Linked DNA regions of Rattus norvegicus: regions 1, 2 and 3 are each linked to region 4. A link is a contact called in public Hi-C data. All regions are on one chromosome and are shown on one strand. Each heading gives the region's core, a stretch centred on a gene start, on an enhancer-like site or on the middle of the called end of the contact. The rest is flanking DNA. Distances are from core to core; before and after follow the strand shown. Region 1 has its middle 11 kb from the start of Lrrc20. Region 2 has its middle 5.3 kb from the start of Trnas-aga16. Region 3 holds the start of Pcbd1 (pterin-4 alpha-carbinolamine dehydratase 1). Region 4 overlaps Pald1 (phosphatase domain containing, paladin 1).

Region 1 (3,194 bases), core at 527-3,026, 130 kb before region 4:
AGTGCTCTCCCACTAAACTTGTTTCATGATTTTTCTGAGAAAACACTAATAACAAAACAAAAAAAAAACCTAAACAAACAAAAACAAAAAAACCCATTTGTTCAGCGGGGCTTGGTGACTCACACCTAAAATTCCAGTGCTGGAGAAGCTGAGATAGGACTGAATTTCCAGGACACCTGTGCTATATAGTAAGACCCTGTCTCAAAAGACAAACAAACAAACAGCAAAACATTTGACACAGTCACAGTGGTGTATCTCTGAAATTCTAGCACTGAGGTGGTGGAGGCAGGAGGATGAGGAGTTAAGGGCCAATCTCAATTACAGAGTGAGTTAGAAGCTAGACTGGGCTACATGAGATAGAGATAGATAGATAGATAGATAGATAGATAGATAGATAGATAGATAGATAGATAGATAGATAGATAGATAGATAGAGAGTTAGTTCTATTTCTAAATGAGGAAGGTACAGGCCAAAGAAATATTCTTTTTAAAGATTTATTTATTTATTATATATAAGTACACTGTAGCTGTCTTCAGACACACCAGAAGAGGGCATCGGATCTCTTTACAGATGGTTGTGAGCCACCATGTGGTTGCTGGGAATTGAACTCAGGACCTCTGGAAGAGTAGTCAGGTGCTCTTAACCGCTGAGCCATCTCCCCAGCCCTTTTTTTTTTTTTTTTTTAGAAATATTCTCACAGCTCAAACTTGGTGACTGAATACATTTATCCAGGTGGCGTGCAGGATCATGGGCGATTCAGAGTAGCTATTTGTCTGAAACTCCAAACCCTGCCTCCCAAACTCCCTTAATTTATGGGGCACAAAGACTACCGCAGAATTCAGGCAAACCTGGTTCAGAGCGCCCCCTAGTGGAGTTATCAGAGATGACTCCAAATACAGACAGATACAGATACAGATACAGATACAGATACAGATACAGACACAGACACAGACACAGACACAGACACAGACACAGACACAGACACAGACACAGACACAGACACAGACACAGACACAGACACAGACACAGACACAGACACAGATACAGATACAGACACAGACACAGATACAGATACAGATACAGATACAGATACAGTGTGAAGTGTTCTTTGTGTGAACACCCAGTCATTGCCCTTTTTGGGGGATGGGGCTAGAGGGGGTGTCCTGCAGTGAGAAGGGCAACCCGTTTTCTGCAGAATGGCACATAGAACAGCCAAGTGATGTCCTACTCCAGGCAGAAGGTTACTGCCATTACTGCTACAGTGCGGCGACTCTATTCAATTAGCAGCCACCATCTTCCAAGCTAGTGGCCAGGGAGGCTTGGACTGAAGACAAACCTGGGACCACAGCATTTTCTAGGTAAGTGCTCTGCTCCTGCATGTGATATGACTTTTCTAGGGAACATACAAAGGAAACATCTATGCACCCCAATAAGCGGAGGATAGACTGAACATAGGAGAAGCGGAAAGTAACTTAAGGTCAGCAATGGCCTCCTGCACTTTTGCTGTTATTTAGTACGAAGTCTGAGGCACCGCCCACTGCGGGTGCGTCACCAGGAGGCGGGATCCTGAGATTCACCTTGAGGTTTGTTTGCCACAAAGGGACAACCAAGCAAAGAGAGTAGCACGTGCAAAGGCCCCAGGACAGCATGACTATCAGACCAACAGGAGAAGTCGAGTGAGAACAGGGTGGACTCTAGTGGTGACTGTAGAGAGAGGAGGGCTTTTTGCCGGCATGCCTGTCATACGCATGCAGTGCCCACGGGAGCCAGAAGAGGGCACCAGATCCTCTGACATTAATAGTCGTGACTGGCTCCGGATTCGCCCGCGGCTTTCCTCTGTCTGGATCTCGCTAGTTCCTCCCGCCGCGTGCTCCGGCCTCCCGCTCGGAATGCCTGTCTGGGGCAGTGGAAATAAGTGCGGGGCCTGCGGGAGAACGGTGTACCATGCTGAAGAGGTGCAGTGTGACGGGCGGAGCTTCCACCGGTGCTGCTTTCTGTGCATGGTTTGCAGGAAATATTTAGACAGCACAACAGTGGCAATTCATGATGAAGAGATCTACTGCAAATCATGCTACGGAAAGAAGTATGGACCAAAAGGCTATGGTTATGGCCAGGGCGCTGGCACGCTCAACATGGGCCGTCGTGAGAAGCTGGGTATCAAGCCAGAGAGTGCTCAACCTCACAGGCCTACAACAAACCCAAACACTTCTAAATTTGCCCAGAAATATGGAGGTGCTGAGAAGTGTTCCAGGTGTGGGGATTCTGTGTATGCTGCTGAGAAGATCATTAGAGCTGGAAAGCCCTGGCACAAAAACTTTCCGATGTGCCAAGTGTGGGAAGAGTCTGGAGTCTACAACTCTGACTGAGAAGGAAGGTGAAATCTACTGTAAAGGGTGCTACTCAAAGAACTTTGGGCCCAAGGGATTCGGCTATGGTCAAGGAGCAGGGGCCCTTGTTCATGCTCAGTAGCGGGGTAAACCCAGTAAGCATGACAAAGAATCTCCATTACCAAAACATGGATGGCCTTACAGCGCTCACTACTGTGCATCGGCCAGCACTCAGCACTGTATATCACACTCTATGTGCACAACCGGGCTGGACAGGAAGCACTGTACTCTCCTGCTGGTTCACTAGCATTTAAGAGCGTTCTTTTGGGGGTTGGGGATTTAGCTCAATGGTAGAGCGCTTGCCTAGCAAGCGCAAGGCCCTGGGTTTGGTCCCCAGCTCCGAAAAAAAAAAAAAAAGAAGAGAAAAAAAAAGCGTTCTTTTACATTTGGAATAAAATTTTGGTTTGATTTGAAAAAAAAACAAACAAAACAAACAAACAAACAAACAAAAAACCAGTCGTGACTGATCAAAATCAAACCTGGATCTTTGATCAAAATCAAACCTGGGGCTGGAGAGGTGGCTCAGAGGTTGAGAGCAGTACCTGCTCTTCCAGAGGTCCTGAGTTTGATTCCCAGCAACCACATGGTGGCTCACGGCCATCTGTGATGGGATCTGATGCCCTCTTCTGGTGTGTCTGAAACAGCTACAGTGTACTCATATACATTAAATAAATAAATCTTAAAAAAAAAAAAATCGGGGTTGGGGATTTAGCTCAGTGGTTGAGCGCTTGCCTAGGAAGCGCAAGGCCCTGGGTTCCGTCCCCAACTCCGGAAAAAAAAAGAACCCAAAAAAAAAAAAAAAAAAT
Region 2 (3,133 bases), core at 298-2,797, 170 kb after region 4:
CAGAAAGCAGCTGAGTTGTTTGGAAAGTCCAAGGTCAGGCAGCAGTGAGCAACTCAAGCATCTTTTCCTCTGGCCTTCATCCTAGTTCTCTGCTTGCATTTTTCTTCATGCCCAGTGGTCCTCATCATTATACGTGTCTCTCCTGCAAGCGTACAAGTTTCAAGAAGAGAAAGGCTCCCTTTCTGGTTCGTCACTAAGTGAGGGGGCCTTGGTCTGTGTGGTAGCTCTGTGGGCTGGTTTGTTCTGTGTTCACCTGTCAAGCGCCCGCTACAGCACCTGTATCAGCAATGAATGGGCGAACCAATCAATCAATCAATCGGTTTCAGATATTTATCTAATCCACTTATCTACTGCACCCCTGGATCCTTGTCCCTTTTGTGCTATGCCTTAAGTAACTCCACCACTGGCCCTAGCTTGCCAGTGGTGTAGTTCTTCCCTTGTGGTGCAGTTCTGTTGACTGGCAAGTTCTGAATACTGCATGAAATATTGTTTTCTGGAGACTTCCAGGTTATCTGGTTCTAGTCATGCAGTGTCTAACACTTTTTTTTTTGCCAGATATTTGGAATTGGTTCTGAAAGAATAAAGATTTTAAACTATCCCCCACTGACCCTGCTGTGAGGACAAGTACACCTCACAGCAAAGAATAATATAGCATGTTTTGGGGATGTAGCCTGGCTATAGCCACCACAAACCATCTGGCCTCAATAAGGCCTGACTCAACAGTCCTGAGAAAAGCAAGAACTAGGGTCAGCTTGCCCCAGAAGCAGGGTGGCTTAGAGTTGAACTGAGCCCAAGTTAGTGCCAATGTAAACCAACCAATGAAGTTGCTTTGTGTGACTGTTGCCAACTGCCTATGTAATTTTCCCCTATAAATACCTTCCCCTAATTGGGCTCGGGGTTGACTCCTGTCTCCTGTGTGAGACATGTGTCGTCCCCAGAGCTCTGGTTCCTTAAATACACCTCTTGTTCATTACATCAAGACTGGTTTCTCGTGAGTTCTTGGGGGGTTGCGTTGTCTCGAGATCTGGGTGGGGGTCTTCCCCACCCTGGTGGTCTTTCAGTTCCCATGCCTAGCTCTACAGGCTGGGCCCAGAATCATTTATGAGCTCCGTCACAAAATGGGCTCAAAAGAAAGGTGAGGGGATCGATGGGTTGGAGAAATGGTTCAGTGATTGAGAGTGCCGGCTACTTTCCAAGTGGACCCAGTCTATCCCTCTAGTTCTAGGAGACCTGATGCCCTCTCCCGGCCTTCACAGGCTCTGCACATGGTGGTGCATAGACGCACATGCAGGAGCACAGTCTAAAGGTGAGGAGGACATAGGGGGAGAAGGGAAATCATGGTTCCTTTCTCTTTGATGTCTCCTTCAGATATGGTGGGCTTCGTTGACAGATTGGTACCATACTCTGATGTGGAAGATGATTGTTTCTGATTACCATGAACGTTATCTTCCCAGCCAAGAGCTTTCCGATGGCTTGGGGGAAGGCCCAGGCTACCTCTGTTGACCCTCACTGATGCATGTCCTGTGACTGATACTCTGCCAACAGCCCTTGGCTTTAGTTTGTTTTCATGGCTGTGATGTTGCAGAGACGTTGGGCAATCCCCGTAGGGCTTTCTGTTCTCAAACAGAAACTCAGTAAGGCTTCCCTGGAGTCCTGAGTCAGGCCTTGTTGCTGTAAACAGTTTGCTTGATTTGTGTGTGTGTGTGTGTGTGTGTGTGTGTGTGTGTGTGTGTGTGTGTGTGTGTGTGTGACTTGTATGGCTTCACAAAAGAAACCAGTTTAAGCTGACTCTTCAATGGTACATAGTGAGGAATGGGAGAGGTCTGAATAGGCAGCCTGTGGACTGTGATGGGAACCTTTGAAATGCTCAAATGGGCGGTAGACAGTAAGAATGGACCCTTGCCCTGTGTTTGAGCAAGTAGTTGCCTCTCAGCAGGTCCAAGTAGCCCCCTTGCGACACTGCTTCCTGTTTAGAACAGGTAGTTGAGGAGAACAGCAGTCCCTTCGAGCTGGTCTACAAAAGCCAGCTTCAAGCTACTTGTCCCTCAGGACGCAGGTAGGCAGTGGCTACCATGGTGCTCTGGACACTTCCCAACCCAGTCTCCCCACTGATATTCAGAGGGAACAAGAAGCTGTTTTGTACCGAGAATGGCCCTGGCATTTATCCTATCTCTTTTGCAAACTTATCCAGGCTTGGGGTTCTTCTTGACGCTGGGGGATTTATAACACTCAGAAATGTATCGGCTCTTGGATGCTCGAGGCTGGAAGTCCAAGATGGAGGGGCAACAGAAAGGGCAGAGAGAGGCAGAGAGCAAGAGAAGGCTAAAGTTGATGATGATGTCAACCTTAGGTATTTACGCACATGGGCACAGCTCCAATGGCCTAACTGCTTCTTAAAGATCCCCACACCCTACACCCTTGCATTGCAGACATTTATAACGTGTGAGCACTGGACTTTTATAACACGCGAAGGTGTGGGGCAGGACAGGATCAGCTGTGCAGCTTGAAAATCTAGGTCTCTGTTTGCTAAGTATGATGCTGAGATAAAATAGCAGTGAATAAACAGAAACTTATTGTCTCGCAGCTCTTGAGGGTAAAGGTCAAGGTGCCGGGAAGGTGTAGGTGCTTCTGAAGGCGGAGGAGAAAGGTGTTTCCTATCTCTTAGCTCCTGGCGATTTGCCGGTGACCTAGCACTTTTGCCTTATAAAACCCATCAGCTCCATTTCACGTCTGTTCAAATTTCTCCTTTTTAAAATTTAACTTAAATAAAGGATTATTGTGTGTGCACATACATGGGGTATATGTGTGTGTCTGTGTGTGTTAGGGGATGGGGTACATGGAGTCAGAAGACAACTTCACAGAGTCAGTTCTCTTCTTCTGCCTCTACATGGGCTCTGAGGTATCCAACTCAGTCTGTCTGAGTAACACGCGTCTCTGCCTGCTAAGCCTCTAGCTGACCATCAGTTAACCCTTCCTAAGGATGGATATCAGTCATTGGGGCAAGGCACCTAGCCTGTCCAGCGACTACACGATGTCTACAATAATTTTCATTTTCTAATAGTTACAATCTGGGAACCTGAGGGTTAGGAGTTCAACACAGGGATTGTCAAGGGCATAACTCATCCCCAACAGA
Region 3 (3,010 bases), core at 297-2,796, 240 kb after region 4:
ATGCCCCTGTGTAGTCCACAGCTGTCAGGGTGAGGCTCTCAGGGCGGCTGTCTCAGGAACCAAGGACCACAGGGCCCAGACCAAACATGGAAGTAGTCTGTCAAGGGCACCTGGCAAGCTCATAAGCCTGTTGTACAAAGTGCCCACGGTGTGACCCTCAGCACATACCAGGTCAGGTCCTGAGTGGACCCTCCAGAAAACAGAAGTTAGCGTCAGTTCTATCCTCTAGAGGAACGTGGGGCCATGAGCCTAACAAGCTAGGGTTGTGAAATAGATCACCTAGGGACACAGTTTTAAACTACAGACAATGACTCAAATTTGGCTTGGGGAGCCGGAGGAAGGTGAACTGTGCCCTGCAAGCCACCCATCATTTCAGTACCCTGGGGTGGGTGGGCCAAATGGTCCCTTGGCTTCCTGGGTAAAGGGGATGAGACCCACTCCTTAGACCAAGAGATGCCAGTGGGATGCAAGGTTATAAAGTGAAAGTCAGCTTCATTTAAAAAACACTCCCTAGGGCAAGAAGGAGACCTGTGACAGGTCACAGGCCAGCAGTGGAACCTACAGAACCTCACGTGTGTGTGCTCTCCGAAACAAGGGGCTCCACCTCAGTGCAGAGATCTACACTGAGGTTAATAGGGGGGTCTTTCCAGTGTTGCCCGTTCAGTGGCTGATAAGCTGGACCCTGGTAACCAGGCAACTGGGTATCCGAAGGGCACCAGAAGTGTGTGTGTGTGTGTGTGTGTGTGTGTGTGTGTGTGTGTGTGTGTGTGTGTGTATGTGTGTGTGTGTTAGGTGGTACTTCTTAGAATTTTCCAGAACCAAGTCTCTGGCTGACAACCCTCTGAACTCAGGTCAGAGGGGTAAGAGCCTTATTTGCTTAGCAAAGCTCTGTCAGCCTCTGTTAGCGTGGGTTGCAGGATTACTGATTATCCAAGCCTGTGTGTCTTTGGTCCCCAATGACTCTTTCCAAGCCTTCCCAGGCTGCCAAAACACCCTCCCATCACTGGAACCTCACTGTTTGGGAAGGGTTGCAGGGAGGTCTGAGGGCCTCTTTCCAAGGGACCTAAGATCCTGACCCACCCCCACACCACCCAACCAAGGTGGGGCACAGCACCTTAACTAGGTGTTAGGGCGGGGCATAAAGTCAGGGACAGCACTGGGGTGCAGAGAGAACTGAGTCCCCCCCCCCCAAAAAAAATCTGGCACCTCAAGAGACCAGCTAGCCTTTAGGACCAGACAGCGCCACGGAGACCTGCCTTGCTGCCACACCCTGTCAGACCCAGCCAGCAGATCGGGCCTGGGAGTTAGGACAAGCTAGTCTTCCAGGCCCACCGCCAAAGCCACCTCCGGAACCTGCACCTCAGCTCCCCTAAGGAAGGCCAGGCGACTCTAGCCTGGCTCGATGGCGCTGCGGGAGGCTCAGCGTGACCCGCACCCCCAGCATCGGAGCCCTAGTCCCCGCTTCCAGGCCCCCTCTCAGGGTTCACCAGACTTCCAGCGCTTACCATGTCCAGTGCGGGAAGCAGGTGGCGTCAGCGAGGGAGAGCGGCTGGCAGGCAGCAGGCCACCGCGGGGGCGGGGCAGAGATCCGGTGGCCGCGGGTAATTATTAACGTGGGTCCTCCTTACTCCACGCCCTTGCAGCGCTTTTTATGCCCTGTGCTCTATGAGCATGGCTGCGTGATGGGCTCCAGGCAAAGGCTTTGGCACCTCTGTACCTCTGCTCCCTGTCTGCTGGAGGACTCTGGGCACCAGACTGCCTGACCTATTATATTAACAACAAAAGCCACCCAGATAAATGTCACATACACTGGACTGCACATACACAAAGTGCACAGTCGTAACCATCTTATCAGGAGAGAAGAAGATATTCTAAAGGGAGTCAATGTGTCCCTCCCTTGGGCTATCAGACTATTGAAACAATGGACCCCAAGAAATCAGAACTTCCCCAGGAGAGGCATGTTAGGAGAAGGGAAAGGCTGAGGTCCTGAACCAGCCAGAAGAGAAATTTGTCTACTGGAAAGATTTTACACCGTTCTGACAACTTGCCCAGACCACCTTGTTTACTAAGGCATTCCTTTTGCCCTCTGTTTAACCCTGAGCCGTATATTAGGTCCCAGATGACGGACTTGGAGGATCCTAAACCTCTTCCTTTCTCTTCCCAGTATGGCTGTATTGAGTTTGAATATGGGTGTTTGAATTCCATGTTTTAATTTTTAAAAAGATTTATTTGTGTGTGTGTGTGTGTGTGTGTGTGTGTGTGTGTGTGTGTGTTCAAATGTACGTTTGTGTGGGCGCACAGGTTTATGTGCACTGTGCACTGTATGCATGTAGCTGCCAAGGAGGTCAGAACGGAACACTGGATCCCCTGGAACTGGATGACGTGCTGTCTTGAGCTGCCTGATATGCGTACTGGAGCCAAATTCAGATTCTCTGCAAGAGCAGTAAGTGCTTTGAACCTCTGAGCCCTCCCCCCAGTCCCTCTGCTGTGACTTGTCTCTTTAGTTGGCATATAGAGAGCAGCTGGCTGAGCCTGGCTTATCACAGCTGCCAGGGCCCAGGCTCTGACCCTAATAACCCCAGTAACATGGTGGGACATGTGCTTCTCTTAGGCATGGGTTAGGAACATCAGCTCTGACCTTTCCCTGCGCTACCAGGTGTCCTCTCTCTACCAGGGCTCCCCCTAAACCAGCACTCTTCAATTGCAGTGGATCCGTTTGCATTTTCTAGACATCCCCATGCATCCGAACTATTTAGTTTTTATTTACCTCATTTTGTTTTTGGAGTCCGTCCATGTCCCAGTTTCTTCTTTCCTTTCTTTTTTAAAAGATTTATTTATGCATGTGAGTGTTCTTTCTGTATATATACCTGCAGGCCAGAAGAGGGCATCAGATCCCGTTACAGATGGTTGTGAGCCACCATGCGGTTCCTGGGAATGGAACTCAGAACCTCTGGAAGAGCAGACAGTGCTCTTAACCGCTGAGCCATCTCTCCCTCGACCCTTGTTCCTT
Region 4 (3,164 bases), core at 522-3,021:
CAAGCATGGGGCAAAATGGCTACAGCTAGGATGGGGATGGGGGATGGAGGGGGTCAGACCTCAGCACACACCCCGCCCCCTAGAATTGATCCAGTGAATCAAATCATTGACTCAACACTTTCTCTGAGGCCAGGGGAGTAGCTAAACAAACTCTTATATTAGCCGTTGTTGGCTTAAACATTTGAAATTGTCATCTCCCTTAACAGGTGCTGTGACTCTCATGCTAGGAGGCCCTGCTGTGGCCAGTTACCGAGAGAGCTAATGTTTTACAGCCCTAATGTAGCATAAAAGTACATACCTTGTCCCCCACAATCAGGGTCTCCATTTGAGAGCCAGACATCTATCTGAAGTGAAGGGTGGCTAAACCATTTTCTGTACTCTGGGTCTGATATACAAAAAGGCCCAGAGAACGAGGCAACATAGATGTTGGCAGTCTTTGGGTGCCTATTCCATTTGGCCCAAACAATTTACCTAAGTCAAAGGTGAGGGTGGGGGAACCTTCCCCAGTAACTGGCGCTTCTATCTCCTGCCCCTAGTCTATATTTGCCTGAGCAGATTTTCACCTGGCTGACAGACTCCGTGTAGGGGTCTCACCTGTGGAGCTGCTACTGTTAATCAGTCCAGCCCATACGATCGCTCCCTGTCTTCCAGTTGGATCAGCTAAGCAGAGGGCATGGAACAAAATGGCTGTAGGCAGCAGACCTGAACACTCAGCAGAAGGGAGAGCCCTGAGGATCCATCTCTGGGACCAGTGTCCTCTAACATTGCTCAGAGTTCAAAACACCCTCAGAGTCCAGTGTGTGGTCACAGACAAGGCCGTGGGCCATGGAATGGGAAGGCAGGCCGCAGGAAGTCCCTAGTGAGTTTGTGGCAGAGCGGGCATGGGACTCATGCCCCTCTCTGGTCTATGTTGAATTTGAGCTCACGACCTCTAGATGGCCCTAGGGGAGGCTTGCTGCGGCTCTAGAATGGGGGCCATCTCTTTTCCAACTCACCCTATGAACTGACTCCTAGGAACTGGCAGTTGGGTCTTACCTTCAGTATCTTAAGGTTTAGTCAAGCCCCTGCCTTCTGGTTTTAAAGTGGAGGTCCGCAGCTGGTCTCTGCCGGCGCCTGCCAAGCTTTGCACCGAGTAAGCCAGTGGGCTCCTCGTGGGGGTCAGAGATGCTACTCAACTCCGGAAGGACATGGGCCCGGGCTCCATGGGGGGGGGATGTACCTCCTCCATCAGACTCACTGCCTGGGAATGTGCCAGTCAGCTTTCTACCCACTTCAAGTTTTCCCTCGACCTTCTGTCCATCTCAGGTTCTCCCAGCAGAACGCAACCTCAAGGCTGTAAAGATCCCAGCAGCGTGTGGCAACTTGGCTTCTGCCCCTCACCCTTCAGAGCTGGTCTTTCCCAGCCCCCTGCCTGCTTCAGCAATCCACTCACACATTAGTCGGAAGGGGTTAAGAACATGTGGTTGGCATTTGGCATTGGGATTGCTTTTGGCAATAAAGTGACCCCAGGGCCACAGAGAAGCAGGAAAATGGGAGGTCACTACTCTCTCATGGGAAGAAGTGGGAAGGAGTGGTCTGTGTGCCGCTGTGCGCCCCCCTTCCCCCCCCCCATGGATAGCTAGGAATTTTGTGCGAGGCTCGCTTGTTAGACGTGGTGTAATATAAATGGTCCAGGGGTGCAGAGCGGCTCCCAGAGTTTGCTGAGCTGGGCTGCAGTGACTTTCATTTTAGCTTCTTCATTCTGACCTTTGTACACGTGCGCTACACTTTCCTCACAGGTGGGGCAGTGTAGGCTCTAAGTACTCAGTGGGCTGTGTCTGAGGCTAGCCTCACTTGGTGTGTGCCGACACTGAGTCAGACCGAGGAGAAGGTTGTGCTAGGCTGTGTTCTAACGAGGTGAAGAGAGGCCCACAAATGCCTCAGCTCCTGAGCAGTTCACGGTGGTGGCTGAGGACAATACCACTGTGATTGGTGTTGTATGAAGTATGCCAAGTGGAAATACCTAAGTCCTTCTGGCTTATCCACATCGACCTCCACTTGCCTTAGTTTCCTGACCTTAGAGACCTAGCCCAGCCATTGTGTGTGTGTGTGTGCGCGCGCGCGTGTGTGTCCCCGTCCGCGCATGACAAGGTCTCTCTGTTAGCTTTTTTTTTTTTTTTTTTTTTTTTTTTCCGGAGCTGGGGACCGAACCCAGGGCCTTGTGCTTCCTAGGCAAGCGCTCTACCACTGAGCTAAATCCCCAACCCCTCACAGAATTTTTTTAAGAACCGCCTTAAGGGCTCAGTGAGTAAGCTCGCTTGCTACCAAGACTGGTATTTTGACTTTTATCTCCTGGACCTGCATGGTGGAAGGAGATGATAGACTCTCTGACCTGACCTCTGTACACATTCACGTGTGCCCACACTGCTCGAGGCTGACATGTTAGACTTGGCATAATATAATGGATCCTAGGGTGCAGAGGGTGCATTAGACTTAGAAAGGTCACAGGGTCAATTCCAACACACAAATAAACATTTTTTAAATACCTACCTGCCTCACACAGAAGTAGAATGGGAGAGATGGTCTCTTGACATGAGCCACTTTGTGGGGTTGGCATGGACATGAGGCAGCGGGGAGCAGTACGAGGAATCTGGGCCCTACTGAGGTATTCCAACATGGCCAGCAGCCCCCAGGTTGATCTAGCTGGTAATCGATTGTTTCCTTTTGGACTTGGAAAGGGGAAAGTATTTATGATAGAAACGTCTAAGGACACTCTGTTAGACACATTAATGCCAGCAGGCACTTTCGGAACCTGGCTTTGGCTGTCGGCAGTCGCTCTTACTCGTCTGTATTTAGAGCAGGCTGTAGCACCCTCTCTCTTCCTTGCAGAATGAGTTTGAGAACAAGCTGAGGCAAAGCTGGCTGCAGACGCCTTTGCTTTCTGAAGAATGCTTTGTGGAGACCATACCGCTTTGCCTCTCTGAGAACTTAGAAGCCTGTCTGTTCCAGATCTCAGTGAGGAGGACAGGAAGTCAGGGCAGGTTCTAGTAGACTCATTTAACTGAAGAAGAAACAGGCCTGAGGGAGATCTGTGGTAGACTGGAAGCAGGGTCAGAGCTTTATCATCCACTTGGCCTTTTACATTCCTTTCCCTCCGGGGTGGCGGACACGGGGGACAATTTCAT

The links. A called contact is a pair of places that touch in the nucleus more often than the background predicts.
Region 1: a contact with region 4 is called in a Hi-C map of hepatocytes, with 2.9 times the contacts expected there. The contact joins two enhancer-like sites. A contact is called at or near these places in 11 of 12 Hi-C or Micro-C datasets (the A7r5 cell line, Schwann cells, frontal cortex and 6 more) and 1 of 1 datasets of contacts at active chromatin or transcription factors (oligodendrocytes).
Region 2: a contact with region 4 is called in a Hi-C map of liver, with 4 times the contacts expected there. The contact joins two enhancer-like sites. A contact is called at or near these places in 8 of 12 Hi-C or Micro-C datasets (the A7r5 cell line, Schwann cells, frontal cortex and 4 more).
Region 3: a Hi-C map of liver shows a contact between it and region 4, with 2.9 times the contacts expected there. The contact joins the promoter of Pcbd1 here to the enhancer-like site in region 4. A contact is called at or near these places in 2 of 12 Hi-C or Micro-C datasets (both in liver).

What each region holds. Positions count from the first base shown.
Region 1 is chr20:29,953,528-29,956,721 of GRCr8, reverse strand. It overlaps the pseudogene Csrp2-ps1. Among named protein-coding and RNA genes, the nearest start is that of Lrrc20, 11 kb to the left of the region's middle. Within about 2 kb of position 1,776, at least 34 of the 93 cell types and tissues checked have an H3K27ac peak or open chromatin away from gene starts, as enhancers often do. A contact at or near this core is called in hepatocytes and liver, where this site is marked.
Region 2 is chr20:29,650,410-29,653,542 of GRCr8, reverse strand. No RefSeq gene overlaps it. Among named protein-coding and RNA genes, the nearest start is that of Trnas-aga16, 5.3 kb to the right of the region's middle. Within about 2 kb of position 1,547, at least 7 of the 93 cell types and tissues checked have an H3K27ac peak or open chromatin away from gene starts, as enhancers often do. A contact at or near this core is called in hepatocytes and liver, where this site is marked.
Region 3 is chr20:29,580,203-29,583,212 of GRCr8, reverse strand. It overlaps Pcbd1 (pterin-4 alpha-carbinolamine dehydratase 1), which reads right to left and starts at 1,546. Exons shown (of 4, transcript NM_001007601.2): 1 at 1,506-1,546. The coding sequence starts at 1,508.
Region 4 is chr20:29,821,973-29,825,136 of GRCr8, reverse strand. The region is part of intron 17 of Pald1 (phosphatase domain containing, paladin 1); the gene reads left to right. Among named protein-coding and RNA genes, the nearest start is that of Pald1, 26 kb to the left of the region's middle. Within about 2 kb of position 1,771, at least 4 of the 93 cell types and tissues checked have an H3K27ac peak or open chromatin away from gene starts, as enhancers often do. A contact at or near this core is called in hepatocytes and liver, where this site is marked.